5 separate regions of the Mus musculus genome follow, and regions 1, 2, 3 and 4 are each linked to region 5. The links are chromatin contacts, called in public ChIA-PET, Hi-C and Micro-C maps. All regions are on one chromosome and are shown on one strand. The core of a region is the stretch at or near the end of the contact, and the rest is flanking DNA. Distances in the headings are between cores, read along the strand shown.

Region 1 (2,808 bases), core at 286-2,785, 430 kb after region 5:
GCAGAGCATCCTTGGTTCTCTGTGTCTCTAGAGGGGGAAACCAACCTTGCCTTGTCTCATCCTCTCTGCACAGTGTCAAGGACGAATGTGCGTTAAGACTCCTGTGAGAGCCGGGCAATGGTGGCACATGCCTTTAATCCCAGCACTTGGGAGGCAGAGGCAGGGTTTGAGGCCAGCCTGGTCTACAGAGTGACTTCCAGAACAGCCAGGGCCACACAGAGAAACCCTGTCTCGAAAAAAACAAAAACCAAAAAACCGAAAAAAAAAAAATTCCTGTGAGGAGATTGGAAACCGGAGTCCAGTTACAAACACCTGTCTTGAAATTCAGTCAAGCCCTGTATTAACAGATATGAATTGTGTGTGTGTGCCTTGTGGCTATGTATTGCTGTGCATTTTATGTCTCATTCCTGCCAACTTTGTTTTATTCACACTCATTTCATGTTGAATATTGTTTCTTTCATTACTCCTATAACCTTACAGATGATGAGCCAGAAAGGTGTACATGTGTACCTATGTGAGTACTCACATATGCGCACGCGCAAACACACACGCGCGCGCGCACACACACATCATTGCTGCCTTAAAAAAATAGTCCTTCACTTTAAGTTGTTCTTGATATATTTCACTAAAGAATACAGAGTAGAGGTGCAAAAAAAGCTATAATTAGGTAAACAATGTGGATGGCAGTGTTTTAGGCAGTGAGCTGGGGTGAGGGACTATTCTGGAAGTTCCACAACCTATTTTAGCTTACATCATGCTTGCCAGAATCCATTCACATGTTCATAATCAGCTATGAGGGAGTCTGGGAAGCAAAAGATTCACCAGCTCTGTGCTCGGGGATCTTTTTGTAAAGAAAACGGGTCATGAGGACTTCAAACAGGCAACTCACAGCCATATGCAAAGCAAAGCAGTACGTCTGGGGCTGTTCTTGGGAATGGAGTTCTAAAGCAAAATAAAAATTATAAGATGGAAAAATAATGATAAATCCTGTCTCCCGCAATCTGAGCTGAATTATGGATGTTTTGACTCCTAGGCTGCCTGCTGTGTGCTTCATCAGCAAGCAGAACGCACCGCGAAGGCAGAGCCCAAGGTCAGTCCCTTGTTTACTGAATATAAGAGATTCCCTGTGGCATGTCACACAGATGGAAACAGGGCATCCGTGTCACACAGATGGAAACAGGGCATCTGGAGACACCCTACTCATAAGCAAGGACAGTCATCTCGGTTCTTGGAAGGGCACTGGGAACCCCACACCAAGGGCAGGCACCACCCACTCTGGTACTTCTGCCTTCTAATCTCACTCAAGAGATCCCTCTGTGTGTCGGGATGCTGAGGTGAATTGAACTTCCTAGGTCTGAGAACTAGGGCAACTGGGTGCTCACTGAACATGGAAAAATTGTAAAAACATAATCAGTTATTTGTTTCTGTGTGTTCTGTTTCTGTGTATCCCACTAACTCCAAGTGGGAAAGAGTCCTGGATATATTGCATTCGTATTGCATCTGTATAGGCTGTCCCCCATCCTTCAACCCTAAGCAATGTGATCTTTATAAAGCATTTATGTTATATAAGGTATGAGGATGTAACTAAGTATCCAGGAAGATATGCAGATGCACAGATTAAACACAAACCCGTTGCTACTTTCTATTAAAGGACCGTGTATATCTTCAGAGCTTGGTATTGGAGGGCTGCTGGCCCTCTCCTCCTGCAGATGCCAAAAGACACCTATGCCTTGTTTTATGCTGCAGATACCTTGACACACAAGCTAGTGCAAGAAAGGTGTGGCACTTTACCCACTCCTCCTCTTTTCTCCTTGCTCTTAACTATTTTTGACCAAAAAGTGTTCGTTGCCTGAGTAGAATTAGGTCAGACTGAAGCTGAATATCAAGCTGACAGAGGGGGAGCTAAGCTAGTGCCAGCATCGACTAAATGAGGAGTTAAAAAGAAAGTCTCACTCTGAATCCAAATATGGGAATTTAGAAGGGAAAGGGCTAATATTAGACTGCACAAGAATTAGTACAAAAAGGTACGTTCATTGCCAGGAACTGGGAGTTTTGATCCATCTCCGTATTTTACTGTGCAAGAGCCATACTGTGTGGGTGTTTAGAGGGTCAAACATTAACTATTAAGATAAAAGGTATTATTATTTTAGTTTGGAAGGTCTTGAAAAGTGGCCCTCATCATTTCTCTTCAAAGACACAGCCTGACACACGTTACTATTGCAGGACCATTTCTTAAGAGTCTTTATAGAGTCCGCTGCTCTGCCATCAAGGGAACAGCTCCCAACAGCCTCGCTTTCGTATAGAAATAACAATCTCATTAATGATGCTAAGTTTATATTGTAAATACATTATCACCCCTCTCACACCAACTGCTATGTTAAAAAATAATTACTAATTGGTTTCAGCAAATGCATTATAAAAAGGTGGCTAATTTTAACTATTTTCCTCCTCTCCGTTTTAGAACAACAACAACGACAAAAAAAAAAAAAAAAAAATTGGAATGATTCAGAGAAAGCAATCTGTTACCTGGAAGAATTTAAGGGTTTTAAAAAAATGATCTTTGATCAAAGTTTTTTAGAGTCTTATGCAAATGATGTCTCAGGTAAGAATTGGACTGAGCTGAAGCCCACAGCCTGCATCTTCCTCCCCAGATGTAGTGATAAAAAATAAACATATTTTACTTTCCTAAGTTCCGTTCCTACAGTCCTTCTCAGAGACCTTCTAAAATGCTGCCTGACCCTCCATCACACTCTCAAGTATTCTTCTAGATTTTTCCCTCCTTTCCCCCTCAATACCTGTTCTCAGTGA
Region 2 (2,875 bases), core at 77-2,576, 410 kb after region 5:
GAGGCTCCTTCAAGCTTTTTGAGCAAACTGCACTGTTAGCACTAAAGGTAGGTGTGAGTGTGCAAGCGTGTATGTGAGCGTGTGTGTGTGTGTGTGTGTGTGTGTGTGTGTGTGTGCTGCACCCTACCCCACAACATATTGCTCTGATTATAAAGAGCTACTGTATTTTTTGCTTTGGGAACCAAACTAACTACCTACTATCTTAGGATATGAACTTTTATTTCCATGGGATATTTACTCCAAATGATCATTTGTTTAACCCACTGAACTACACAGATCACAAGAAGGTAGTATTCATGGTTAACATCTTGCTGGGAACAATACTAAGAAAATATGTTTTCTAAGAGTGAGTGTATAAAACAGGTAGAAAAATAGAAGCAAATTACCTTAAGTAAAAATGGTGAGAGGGGGGTGGAGGCAGCATCTAGGTTTAGGTGAGAGACATAATTCTAACTGCACAAGGCAGACCAATGTTGAATTCCGTGATCACTATTTTATAAGCAAATGGCAATAAAAAGGAGAAAGGGAGGAGGAGGAAGGAGGAGCACGGTACAGTGGCATGAGGCACCATTCTGCATTGTTAAGGTTCTAAACCCCAAATTTCCAAAAGGAGGAATTTCAGTGTCACTTGCTCCCCAGCCCATGGCGATAAACCTCCAGAGTGCATGTCACAGCCCCAAGTGACCCTGGTTGTGTCAGCAGCTCCACTGGGTGTATGACCTTTGGCACAAATAAAATGTATTTACTCATGCCTGAATTCCAGTGACAAGTCCCCTTAGATAAAGCTCCACTAGGGGCCACCTGCCCTCAATGACCTGCAAGGCTTTCAGGACCAGCTTTCGTGCTCTGCGCACCTCCTACCGAGGGCTGCCTCACTGGAAAGACTTGACTTCCAGCACACAGGGAGGGAGGTGGGACTCTGACTTCTACAGTCCATTTGGCTTTGCTTCCCTTTGAAGCCATTATTGAGAAGCTTTCCGAGCACGGATCTGCAAACACAGACACCAAGGAATCCTGGGCCCAGAGTTCAAACAAAAGTGTAAGGACAAGTGAGGTGAACGGTATTGAGATCCCACGTAGACCTCTCCTATTCAAAGCAGTCCTTCCTTGTCCTCACCCTTTGGAGAACGTTTGAAATGATGGAAGTTGTATTTGAGCCTCCACTCTGAATGCTTCTGCAGGGTAGAGGTTCCTCCGCGGAGCTTGTGAGGGTTAACTGAAGCAACAACCTCTTTTATGTCTTTACAAGTAGTCTGTTCTCCATTTTACACATGAAGAAGCAGAACAACAAGAGTTTAAGTCACGTGGGAAGTAATACAGCTGTGAAGTGTCCATCCGAGACATCGGGTCAGAGCAGGTCAGGAAATACCCACTAAATCAGATTAGCTGCACACTGCTGTGGGCTTGTCTCTCTCAGAAATCTGTGAGGAAACAGTCCTGGTACTCCCTAGCATTATCATGTTCTCTGTCAGGTTCATGGGGTGTCTGTAGTTTGTTCCTGTAAAGCAGGGTAGGCCACTGTTTATCTGCCCCGGGATCTTTACAATCCAAAACTGATAGCACAGTTTATACCAGGGTGATGGAGAATACGTCCAGGAGAACAGGCTTTATAAACACCCAGTCAATACCGAGCAAAGGACAGGTGCTGTTTGCAAGACCCTGAAGACTGCACTCTTTAGGCAGAGGGTCAGAACACTAGGCATGCCATGTTCCAGTGAGGGTCCAGTGTCCTGACGGCAGGGCTGGAGCTAAGTCACCAAGCCAAGGATTACACCCAAATTGGTTATTTTGGGGCAAATGGGGCAGATTCTAGACACTCGCTACATACAGTATCAGCTGATGTTGCTTTGTACAAAAATGTAGTTAGATGTATCCTTTGGATTGCATTTTTCCTTTACAAGGAAATGATGTCAGATTCTGCTAAAATAAAGCAATGGCTGCTCTGCCTTTATTGTGCACATTCCAACGCAGACCTATTTATCCATCTTTACACTCTTTAGCCTTTGTGCTTGATCCCTGGAACCACGAGGAACAGGAGGCTGAGAGTATTGGTAGTAGTATTGTTGTATCTAACAAGACAACAGGCATAATAAGTCTGTAGTGAACAATGAACTACGGTTAACAGAGATTTGAGCGTTCACCATGGGACAGTCAGTGAGCTGTGTGTACTTCTTCAGTAGACTCCAACATGCCTGTGATGTATGTGTGAGTATCACCCACAAGCCAAGTGAACTCTGCCAGGCTACTGAAGCACTTTAGGTCCAGCTTCGTCCTCTGTTTTAGGAGCTGGGAGGTAGCTGTAATAACTGGGTTAAGGCATACAGTAATTGCAAAGACTGCCTGGGTTAATACCTGGGTGGCATTTGGAACAGTGCCGGCATTCATAAATGCCCAATAAACACTGGCTAGTTTGTGTATTTATCTTAAGATAACCTCTCAAGTCATTTGAGGGATCAAGATTGGAACTCAAACTGCCTGACTTCAGATCCTGTGTCTCTGTGCACAATTTGAAAGCGTAATCAAATAAGTGAGGAAATAGCCGGGAGTCACGTGGCTATATAGTGGCAGGTTTCAGGTCCCTGTCACTCAAGCCTACAATTTCACTGTCCAGTCTGAACTTCCTGTGTGCATTAGCTGTCCAGTACTCCGACAAAATCCCCTGATTAATGAACTCAGAGTGAAGGAGGGTTTGTTTTCATTTTGTCTCACAGTTATGGAGATTTCAGACTGTGACCAATTGGCTCCGATGGTTTGGAGCTGTGGTAAGGAGGGTGTGGTAGAATAAACTATTTACCCCATGGCTGGACTGAAAAAGCACAAGAAGGGCAATCGCGAGTGGTCAGAAGTGGTTCCCACCTTTTAAAGATTCCACTAC
Region 3 (2,700 bases), core at 9-2,508, 260 kb after region 5:
CTCCAAGTTATTCTGGTGGACAGCCAAGGACATGTCCCCAGGTAGCTGGCCAAGTCCTTAAGGAAAGCTTCTTCTGTCTCCTAAGACCTCCTCATGTAAGCACCCACATGGCATAGACACGTGCGCCTAGTGACTACCCACGCTGTTTGCATGGTGGCTTTGCTCTTGTCATGGAACTCAAGTGGGATTCTGTGGCCTGAGATAGCAGCTCTAAGGCCACACCTCAACAGAGCATCTACAAAACTCTGGATTTCACAGGTGGAAAAATGTAAATATGGAAAAGACGAGCTTTTTAAAACCAAGGAAAGGAAGAAAAAAAAAAAGCTGTGTCTACAGAATGGCTTTTCCAGGAGCCTGACCCGTCTGTGGTACTTTGTGTGCTCAGAGGTAACCTGGAGTTAGGAAACGTTCTAAAGGCCAGCAGGATCCGCCTCAGTTTGGCTGAGAAAGTGCAATCACTGGCTGCCTGAGATATTACGCAGGGATTTGAATGCTGGGTACAAGTGCAACATGGAAATTATTTCAACAGTCAGTCTGAGTGTCAAGTGTCCTGCTGGGCCTCCGGGATCGGATACTCCTGTGGGCGAATGGAGCAGCGAACAGCGGCTGGAGCTCCATGAAGCCCCATTGCAGGGAGATAACTCGGTGGCCAGTCAAATTTGCCCCAGGGTTTTGGAGCTGGCCTTTCTGCTACATGCAAAGCCAGGACGCGTTTCTTGTCAGATGATTCAGCTGTAAGAACGTGCGTGTGTGGTCAAGCTGTCCGGATGGAGTCAAGCCTGCTTGTGTTCCCTTTTGATCCCTACCTTCTCTTACTTCTGCTCCTGAACTGCTGAACCCGGGGAAGAGCTGTTTGCCGTTCCGTGGCAGAATGACATCAGCAGGGAGGCAGTTCCTGGGCCAAGGGAGCCAAGTCCTCAGACACCATCTCGGAAGTAGGACAAGTACATTTTGTTTCTCCAATTCAACCCAGAGAACTGCCTGGTCCCCGAGGCCCGTGCCAAATGTGTTTGCGCAACCTCGGCAGCGGTGCCCAAAATGCGGCGCAAGACTCGGCCAGAGGTTTCGTTTCGTTGTGGAATGAATACTCACAGATGGTAGGGCTAGCGTTGTTGGTGGCCCTGGCTATGTGAATTGCAGGCTCAAACCTCCGCAAAGGTTAGGGTCCTAGAAGGCATGGTACTCGATCTCTGGCTAGGCCTATCATAACCCATTGCCTCAGTACTTAGCCTAGCCAAGGCACACAGAGCATTGAGGTAAAGCTGGCCAGGGCACTGTGCCATCGTATTTTGGCTAGGAGCATGTTCCTGGGCGCGGGTGGGGAGTTGGGAAGGAGAAAAGCTACCAATTTGGCTGTTGCTCCCGAACATTTGCTCTGCATTCTTGAATGCTCTTGGTTAAAGTCCTTATACCCCAGGCAATGGGGCAAGAATGCACACACACTACACATGTGAATGCATGCATACACAGAGAGACCCAAAACATCTTAGTAGATAAAAACCAGCTGTTTTGTGTGTGCCTATATATGCGTATTTTTCTTAGGAGAAATCAAGGACTATGAAAATGTGTTCACATGTAAATGACCAGTATTTGAAGGCTAATGTTGGTATCTTTCAAAGTCTAACGTAATAATAAACTTGTATGTTTTGTAGGGCTTTATAGGTCACAGTACATTCCACATGTCTCATTCATCTGATGGGCCTAACCACGATGTAGCGCATGTGTTAGCTTCTTCTCCAGTTCTACATTTAAGGGAAGCAGGGAAGTACTTTGCTCAAGACTGCATATCAATCAAGTCTCAGGATCAGACTAAGAACAGAGGCCAACCCCATCCAATCTCCTTACCCTGCCGGCCCCTAATCTTTATAGTAAAATGACCAAAGGGAAACAGTCCTGAAATCTACTCATCTATTTGTAGGACTGGATGACATGGCTCAGTCCCTCCCAGAGCAGTCACGAGACCAACAGCAACACCTGCTTCATTTGGGACTAAAACAAAACAAACAAACAAACAAACAAACAAATCCAACGAGTTCCAAGTCCACCCCTGACCATTCGAGTCATCATCTGCACTTTGATAGCATCATGCATATGATGAGCCAAGTTTGGGACAATAGGAAGGATTGAGCTAGGGTTATACTCTCCTTCCTGGCACACTTGGGAGCTCCTGATGTTTAAATCACATAATCGAAGGAACAAAAGAAGAGGAAGAAGGAGGAGGGGAAGAAAAAGAAAAGGAGGTGGAGGAGCAGGAGGAGGAGGAGCTGCTGCAGCTCATGGTAGGATCTTATACTCGCCGTTCTAAGAGCTAGATATAGGAGATCATGCCTCTAAAACTCTCCAGGTAGCAGCTCTGCAGTCAGGGCTGAAAATGGTTAGAGTAGACCAGGTGCTTTCCACCTTTGCTGAATCTGTGAGCCGGATCCACGGGAAACAGCCTAACCATGCATCACCCACCCCATTCCTGGTGGGTTTGTCAGGATTCATAGAACATTTTGCTGTATTGAATCTAAACTTCCCTATCGCTTGGAGATCTTATCCGATAAGCACCCGCGGGTGGCCATTCCCTGTGGGTAACTATTCCAAGTAAATTGGAGTCCCTTTCTTTTCTTGGGAAAAGAATCAAAGTGTCAAGAGCGAAGTTGCCAGCGGCCATATCTATCTGAAGAGATGCACGCAGCTTTGCGGTGTGTTAGGAGT
Region 4 (2,785 bases), core at 175-2,674, 500 kb after region 5:
ACAGAGCACACCCTATGTATGATATGAAAATAGTATCTGAAAGCAAGGCAGCATGGACTATGTCCTGCATTAAACGGATTCACTGTGAGGCAGGAGAAGTCTTATCCCAGCCAGGAGCACACAGTCATGGGACTGGTCCTGACAGGAACGTAGACCCAGCTATGTACAGATGAACTGATTGATGATGGGGGTGGGGCTAAGAAAGAACAGCTTCTAATATCAGATTTGAATAAGATCCTGGTCTGAACAGCTTTAAGGCATCTGTGTGCACATGATCAACGGGGTCCGTGGTCACAAAACTCTTGCAGAAACGGAGGTAGAATCATTTTGAGCCTGTGGAAGCAGTCTACATCCCTGCAGGCTAGCCTAGCTCCTGAGACATTCTGTCATGGCATCCATCCTCCCTCCAGCATCCAGGACTTCTGCGCGCTAATTGGGTTTAAGGAAAACCTGTAATCCCAGTGTTCTGGCAGCTGGGACAGAAAGACTGAAAGCTTAAGGGCAGCCTGGGCTACAGAGTGAGTGATACATTGTCTCAAAAATAAAATCATAAAATAGCTCAAAATAAAATCAATAGAAGTATTTCTGTTTAAAGTACTGAATATTTAAATACTGACTATAAGAATGGACAGCACTCTTGTCTGAAGCTGTAGTCATCAGATGGCTCCCGGAAAAGCATCAACGACCCCCGAGACTTCTGTGTATACCCTGTGGGCAACTCATTTTTATCAGAATCTTTCTTCTCCTTCCTGTGTTGCCAGAACCTTTTGGACATGGGTTCTGGACCAGGAAAGACTATAGTCAGTAGAAATGCACTTGTTGCACCCTGAAGCTTCTCTGGGTCCATCCAACTCTTGGACCTGGGGACTTCCCAAGACTTTGCCCTAGGCTGCTGGAGAGTCTCATCTGTCTTCTCTGCTTGGCTGTACACTCACTGATGGCTAATGGGAGCAGGCTGTAGCGTGGGAAAGGCGAAGAGGGTTGCTACAGTGTTGCGGAGACTCAACGCTAGGCAGACTCTAGCTACCTTTGACAGCGACAGGCTGTTGAAGAGCAAGCGCTGCCTGCAGAGAGCTGGACTGTGGTTTGCTACTGTGGACACTGACTTCATTTGTTCTTATTTCTTGTTCTCAAGACAGCCTATGAATGCAGACTTGCCTGGAATTTTGAAGTGCATAGATTATTAAGGTAGGGAAGAGAAAATGTGGGTGTTAGAGGGGGACCACACCCAGGCAGCTGCCTAGGATACAGGCTCTGTAGTGTATTCTAGAAGTCCCTGGCAGAGCTCGGCCTCCAACAGAATTCTCCTCTGCCCTGAGACCGCCCATCTTCTCCTTCCAGGTTGTCTCAGCAGAACTCACCGTCTTGGCTGGCCTCTTCAGCCCTGGTTCATCTTCTCATCTGTCAGGGACCCACCTGTGGCTTTAATGTGGGCCTGCCTGAGCCCCACCCTCCTACACCCTGTGGTTATCGGTCCTCCACCCTGATCTTATCATCTGCAGGAAATCAAAACACCATGTGTGTGAGCATAAAATTCTGTCATTTATTTGTGTTGCAGACTTCAGGAAGAGGAGAGAAAGAGAAAAAAAAAAAATCACAGTTCACTTTTCATTAAAAAAAAGGGGAGGGGGGTCACAACGTTTAATTCTTAGTGACCTAAAGTCAGCTAAAGTCAGCTTCACTAACGACCAGGAAATGCCTGACCCTCGGGTCCTCACTGTTGTCATGAACTCCAAACGTTTTAAAAATGGAAATTAAAAAAAAAAAAAGTAATTACCTCTTAGCGTGTTAAAAAGTTAAGTTGAATTGCCCATTACCATGGAGATGGCTTCCTGTTTACCACACTGGTCGCCCAGCTGTTGAAGACCAGCCACCCAGCCAATGAAAAGACAGCTTTTAGCTTCCCTTATTCCATTAGTGCTTCAAATAGTGAGTCAATACAACCTGTAATTTACTAGTCGGTAAAATTTGATAAATTGTGTTTTCATATATATTAGTGGTTTTACGTTTAACAAAGTCCATCATATGGAATTACCACTATGGTTAAAAACATTATTTTATATTTTGAGAGGTAGGGGCTTCCCTGTGCTTAAAATGCCTACCCTGTGCCTTTTAAAATTCTGGTATAGCATTCTGGTACTTCAGACAGCCTCCTGCAATAAGGAATTGTCCTCTTTCCTCTTCACTGGTCAAGAAAGCTGCACTATTACCCAATACTGATACATAATATCCTTTATAACAAAATCAAGACTCTGGCTACCAATCCCCAAAGACCCTAGGATTCTAAAGTACACTATTTTGTGTCTGATAATAAATAAAAATTATTTGAAAATTGAGAAGTTTTTATTTTTCTTCCCGGCCTGCATGTAAAAATATTATCAAGCTACCTAATGAGTCCAAGGAGATGGGACCACAGATTTCAGTAACTAAATCATTTGAAGAAGAGAGGTATGGGGACTTGGGTGGAAGTGCCATGCACCTGGGAATGTGGCGATATTCGATACAAAGTATGGCGATAAAGAAGAGAGTAAAGTGTGTAAGCAGGAGGAAGCCAGCTCCCAGCAGTTTGTTGGAAAGCTTCAAAAGAGCCCTCCTGTGAAACAGTCGGCAGCTAACCACAGCTCTGGGAGGCTTCTCCTCACCTTGGAAGAAGCTCAAAGCTTCCCTAATGAGCCCTCAGGTCTCCACAGTTTCCTGCCCAGACCTTTTGGGTCTGGTCTTTTTGTCCCTTTCCTGCTACCTCCCTGTCCTTCTCAGAGGCCTTTGTGCAGCACCAATGGCTTTG
Region 5 (2,740 bases), core at 224-2,723:
TACAAAACATTATTATTCTAAAGATGCTGGTGTCCTAGTAGTGTTATTAACTAACTTCATTCCTATTGATGGAGACGGGCATTTTTACACATGCTGCCTTGTTGAGTATGTTGAACTGTCCTTGACATAGAAGCTGAGGAAGTTGACGGCTCCTAGAAAGCTCTGTGGGGGTCATCTGTTGGTTTGTCAAATGACTCTTACTATTCCCTTCCTTTCACAGAACCTCTGGAGGGTAGCCTGGGTCCTCCTTCCTTCCTATTTCCTTTTCTGCTGTCTGTACCATGAGCTGTCCTAATGTGGAACATGAATGGTAGATGCCTAAGAGATGCCTAAAACCTCACATCTTCCCTGTAATGTTTTTGGGGTGTCAGTCAACAAAGTTTTATTGAGCTCATGTGTGTAGAACACCTGTTAGAGGCTTTGAGGTTAGAAACTTAAGTTTAATCTTGTGTTTAAGGAACTTGGAGTCTGGTCTATAGGGGCATAGAGCAGAGTGCTCAGGAGCAGAACAGGTTGAGCATCGGGGTACACCAGGTTTGTGTCTACCTTTCTGGCAGAACTGGCTTGTGTCAGGCTCCCTTAGCATGTGCTTGCAGTGTTCAGCCATCCAGAAGCATCAGGAATGTGTCTGCGGCTCCCCTGAGCCCAGAAAGCCAGCAGGGAGGGCAGTGTGGTTGGTACAGAGAGATGGTTGCCTTGGCCCTTCTCTAGTGGTATCGTACAGACACAGGCTTTGAATAAGTGTGTAGCACTGGTTGTCTGTTTCCTCACAGAATGCTTGCTGGGAGAGAATGCTGAGAGTATAAAATCCCAGAGCTCCATCAGTTGCAGGCAGCTCCCAGCAGAGTATTGTGGACATAGCACCTCAAGCCTGCTCCTCTTTAGTGTCCCACTGGCTGCATGAAAAACAGGAATTTATGTAACAAGCTCTGCACAGCAAACGTTTTCCTGTTGTGGGGGTGGGTGGGTAATTGTTGGCAAAGTTAGTATACAGCTCTGTTACACAGAGTGACCTGAAATGTCCTCAGAAAAATATGTAGTGCGATATTTTGATAAGTTAAGGATTGCTATGTCCAAAAAAAAAAAAAACCAAAAACAAAAACCCAACCAACAATAAGCAGAAGTCGTCCAAGCATTTAGTGGATACTAACCCTGAAGTTAGTGAACTATTTTTAAACTTTTTAGGAGTCTTCGTTATTATGTCTTCTTTGGTCCTGCTGAAAACGCCCCCCACCCCAGCCCTGGCGTCTGGCAGAACTGCCTCAGGCTTATAGAGCTGTACCCCCCCCTGTTAGTCAGGCAGTCAGGAAGCTGATCTCTGGAAGGATCGCCTCCTATACTCTCTGTATTATTAACTAAATGTGACAGGACCGGAGCAAGCTCCCTCTCTTGTAGAGGCCTATCAGAGCTTATCTGTGTGGCTATTGTGTTTAAAGAACAAATTGTCATGGAAGATACGGTGCCCAGACTCCCAGCATGTAGGTGGCTTTGGAGAATGCAGTTACAGGGCTGGCTGCTTTCCAGGCCTTGCCCAGGCAGGCTGCTGCTTTTTAAGGAGGAATTGGGGATTTTGATCACTGGTTTTGGTGGACACAGTAGCCAGAGCTGTAGCTCTGGTGGGGGTAGGATGACAGGGAGGTGGGGACAAGGAATGTTTTTGAGAATACATGGAATTGAGATACAACGTGAAAGAAATGTATTCCTTAGCCTTTTGGGAGATGTTTGGAGTTCACGACCTCATAACACACCTAGAGCTGAGATAGATCGTAAGTGAAAGAACAGAATGAAGCCTCAGGAGAGACTACCACTGCCACATACCCACATACCTGCCTGGCATCCAACCAGAAAGCTCCTGTTGGGCCATGTCTGATCCGCCCTCACTCTGCACCCTGGCAGCAGGACTTAACACATAGCTGTTGTGTTGCAATCCTTGGGTGGAATGTAGTGCAGAATGCATTTTGAAATAAGGGTTTCTAAGCTCTCTTAGGTCTGTGTCTGACTTTTGTCTCTTTTTACTAAGTGAGATTACCATTACACTCACTTTGTTTTCCATCTCTTGTTGAGAAAAGGCACTAATGTGCTCAGGGTCACAGAGAAGTCTGGCCCTGTATATTGTTCTGATCTGGTAGAACGGTTGGCACTTTAAGCACCTTCAGTCGCCGTCAACAACATGAGGATGTGGGCACTGTGGCTGCCTCCTTGGGTGACCACAAATCTAGTTAGAGCCTTTTGTGGTCCAACAGGGGTCACAGAGTATTTGGGCAACTAAGCCTTGTACTAGGTTGGCAGAGAAGGCCAAAAATTTGAGAAGCCAGGTGCATAGCTCTGCATAGCTCTGCTCTGAGGATTGTGAGACATCCAGAATTCTGTCCCTGGACTGGGCATTAGGCCCCTTCAGAGCTGCCAGGTGAATATGTAGCAACTGTGCTGGGGCAGGAAGCCTAAGTGTTCTTCACATTCCCAGATTTGTACCACAGGATCCCCCAAACGTCAGAAGTCATGCTGGGGGTTCCTTGCCTTCCTCTTGTATTCTCCTGTGGGTTTGCAGTTTGCACACATTTGCGGTGGCTTTGTTGTAGTATCCTATCAGCACATCCACTGAGTAGGAGCAGAAGGGCCTCACCTCACTTAGGGGAGCTTGCTTCAGCCCGGCCCCCCTCTAGTTACCACTCTGGACGGCATACTCTCTACAGTGTCCTAAAGTTAGTGCTTTGCTTAGAGCAGAGATGTTCTCACATTT

Evidence for each region. A called contact is a pair of places that touch in the nucleus more often than the background predicts. ChIA-PET counts read pairs in DNA pulled down with a chosen protein or histone mark.
Region 1: a contact with region 5 is called in a Micro-C map of granulosa cells, with 1.8 times the contacts expected there. The contact joins two enhancer-like sites. A contact is called at or near these places in 1 of 15 datasets of contacts at CTCF or cohesin (large pre-B cells), 4 of 484 Hi-C or Micro-C datasets (CD4 T cells, bone marrow-derived macrophages, granulosa cells and 1 more) and 3 of 115 datasets of contacts at active chromatin or transcription factors (T-cell acute lymphoblastic leukemia, fibro-adipogenic progenitors and memory CD8 T cells).
Region 2: a contact with region 5 is called in a Hi-C map of liver, with 1.7 times the contacts expected there. The contact joins two enhancer-like sites. A contact is called at or near these places in 4 of 484 Hi-C or Micro-C datasets (CD4 T cells, CD8 T cells, bone marrow-derived macrophages and 1 more) and 4 of 115 datasets of contacts at active chromatin or transcription factors (fibro-adipogenic progenitors, kidney, large pre-B cells and 1 more).
Region 3: a contact with region 5 is called in a Hi-C map of liver, with 1.9 times the contacts expected there. The contact joins two enhancer-like sites. A contact is called at or near these places in 2 of 39 promoter capture datasets (the C10 cell line and liver), 3 of 484 Hi-C or Micro-C datasets (liver and myocytes) and 1 of 115 datasets of contacts at active chromatin or transcription factors (effector CD8 T cells).
Region 4: an RNA polymerase II ChIA-PET map of effector CD8 T cells shows a contact between it and region 5, with 10 read pairs. The contact joins two enhancer-like sites. A contact is called at or near these places in 2 of 15 datasets of contacts at CTCF or cohesin (large pre-B cells and pro-B cells), 4 of 484 Hi-C or Micro-C datasets (CD4 T cells, Th17 cells, large pre-B cells and 1 more) and 6 of 115 datasets of contacts at active chromatin or transcription factors (T-cell acute lymphoblastic leukemia, Th17 cells, double positive thymocytes and 3 more).

Annotation. Positions count from the first base shown.
Region 1 is chr3:52,774,181-52,776,988 of GRCm38.p6, forward strand. It overlaps Gm2447 (predicted gene 2447), which reads left to right. Exons shown (of 4, transcript NR_038079.1): 4 at 1,034-2,474. Among named protein-coding and RNA genes, the nearest start is that of Gm30292, 22 kb to the right of the region's middle. Within about 2 kb of position 1,536, at least 12 of the 459 cell types and tissues checked have an H3K27ac peak or open chromatin away from gene starts, as enhancers often do. A contact at or near this core is called in granulosa cells, where this site is marked.
Region 2 is chr3:52,753,840-52,756,714 of GRCm38.p6, forward strand. The region is part of intron 1 of Gm2447 (predicted gene 2447); the gene reads left to right. Among named protein-coding and RNA genes, the nearest start is that of Gm2447, 16 kb to the left of the region's middle. Within about 2 kb of position 1,327, at least 37 of the 459 cell types and tissues checked have an H3K27ac peak or open chromatin away from gene starts, as enhancers often do. A contact at or near this core is called in liver, where this site is marked.
Region 3 is chr3:52,600,238-52,602,937 of GRCm38.p6, forward strand. No RefSeq gene overlaps it. Among named protein-coding and RNA genes, the nearest start is that of Gm40047, 21 kb to the left of the region's middle. Within about 2 kb of position 1,259, at least 54 of the 459 cell types and tissues checked have an H3K27ac peak or open chromatin away from gene starts, as enhancers often do. A contact at or near this core is called in liver, where this site is marked.
Region 4 is chr3:52,838,942-52,841,726 of GRCm38.p6, forward strand. No RefSeq gene overlaps it. Among named protein-coding and RNA genes, the nearest start is that of Gm30292, 43 kb to the left of the region's middle. Within about 2 kb of position 1,425, at least 56 of the 459 cell types and tissues checked have an H3K27ac peak or open chromatin away from gene starts, as enhancers often do. A contact at or near this core is called in effector CD8 T cells, where this site is marked.
Region 5 is chr3:52,341,533-52,344,272 of GRCm38.p6, forward strand. All of the region lies in intron 1 of Foxo1 (forkhead box O1), which reads left to right. Among named protein-coding and RNA genes, the nearest start is that of Foxo1, 75 kb to the left of the region's middle. Within about 2 kb of position 1,474, at least 78 of the 459 cell types and tissues checked have an H3K27ac peak or open chromatin away from gene starts, as enhancers often do. A contact at or near this core is called in effector CD8 T cells, granulosa cells and liver, where this site is marked.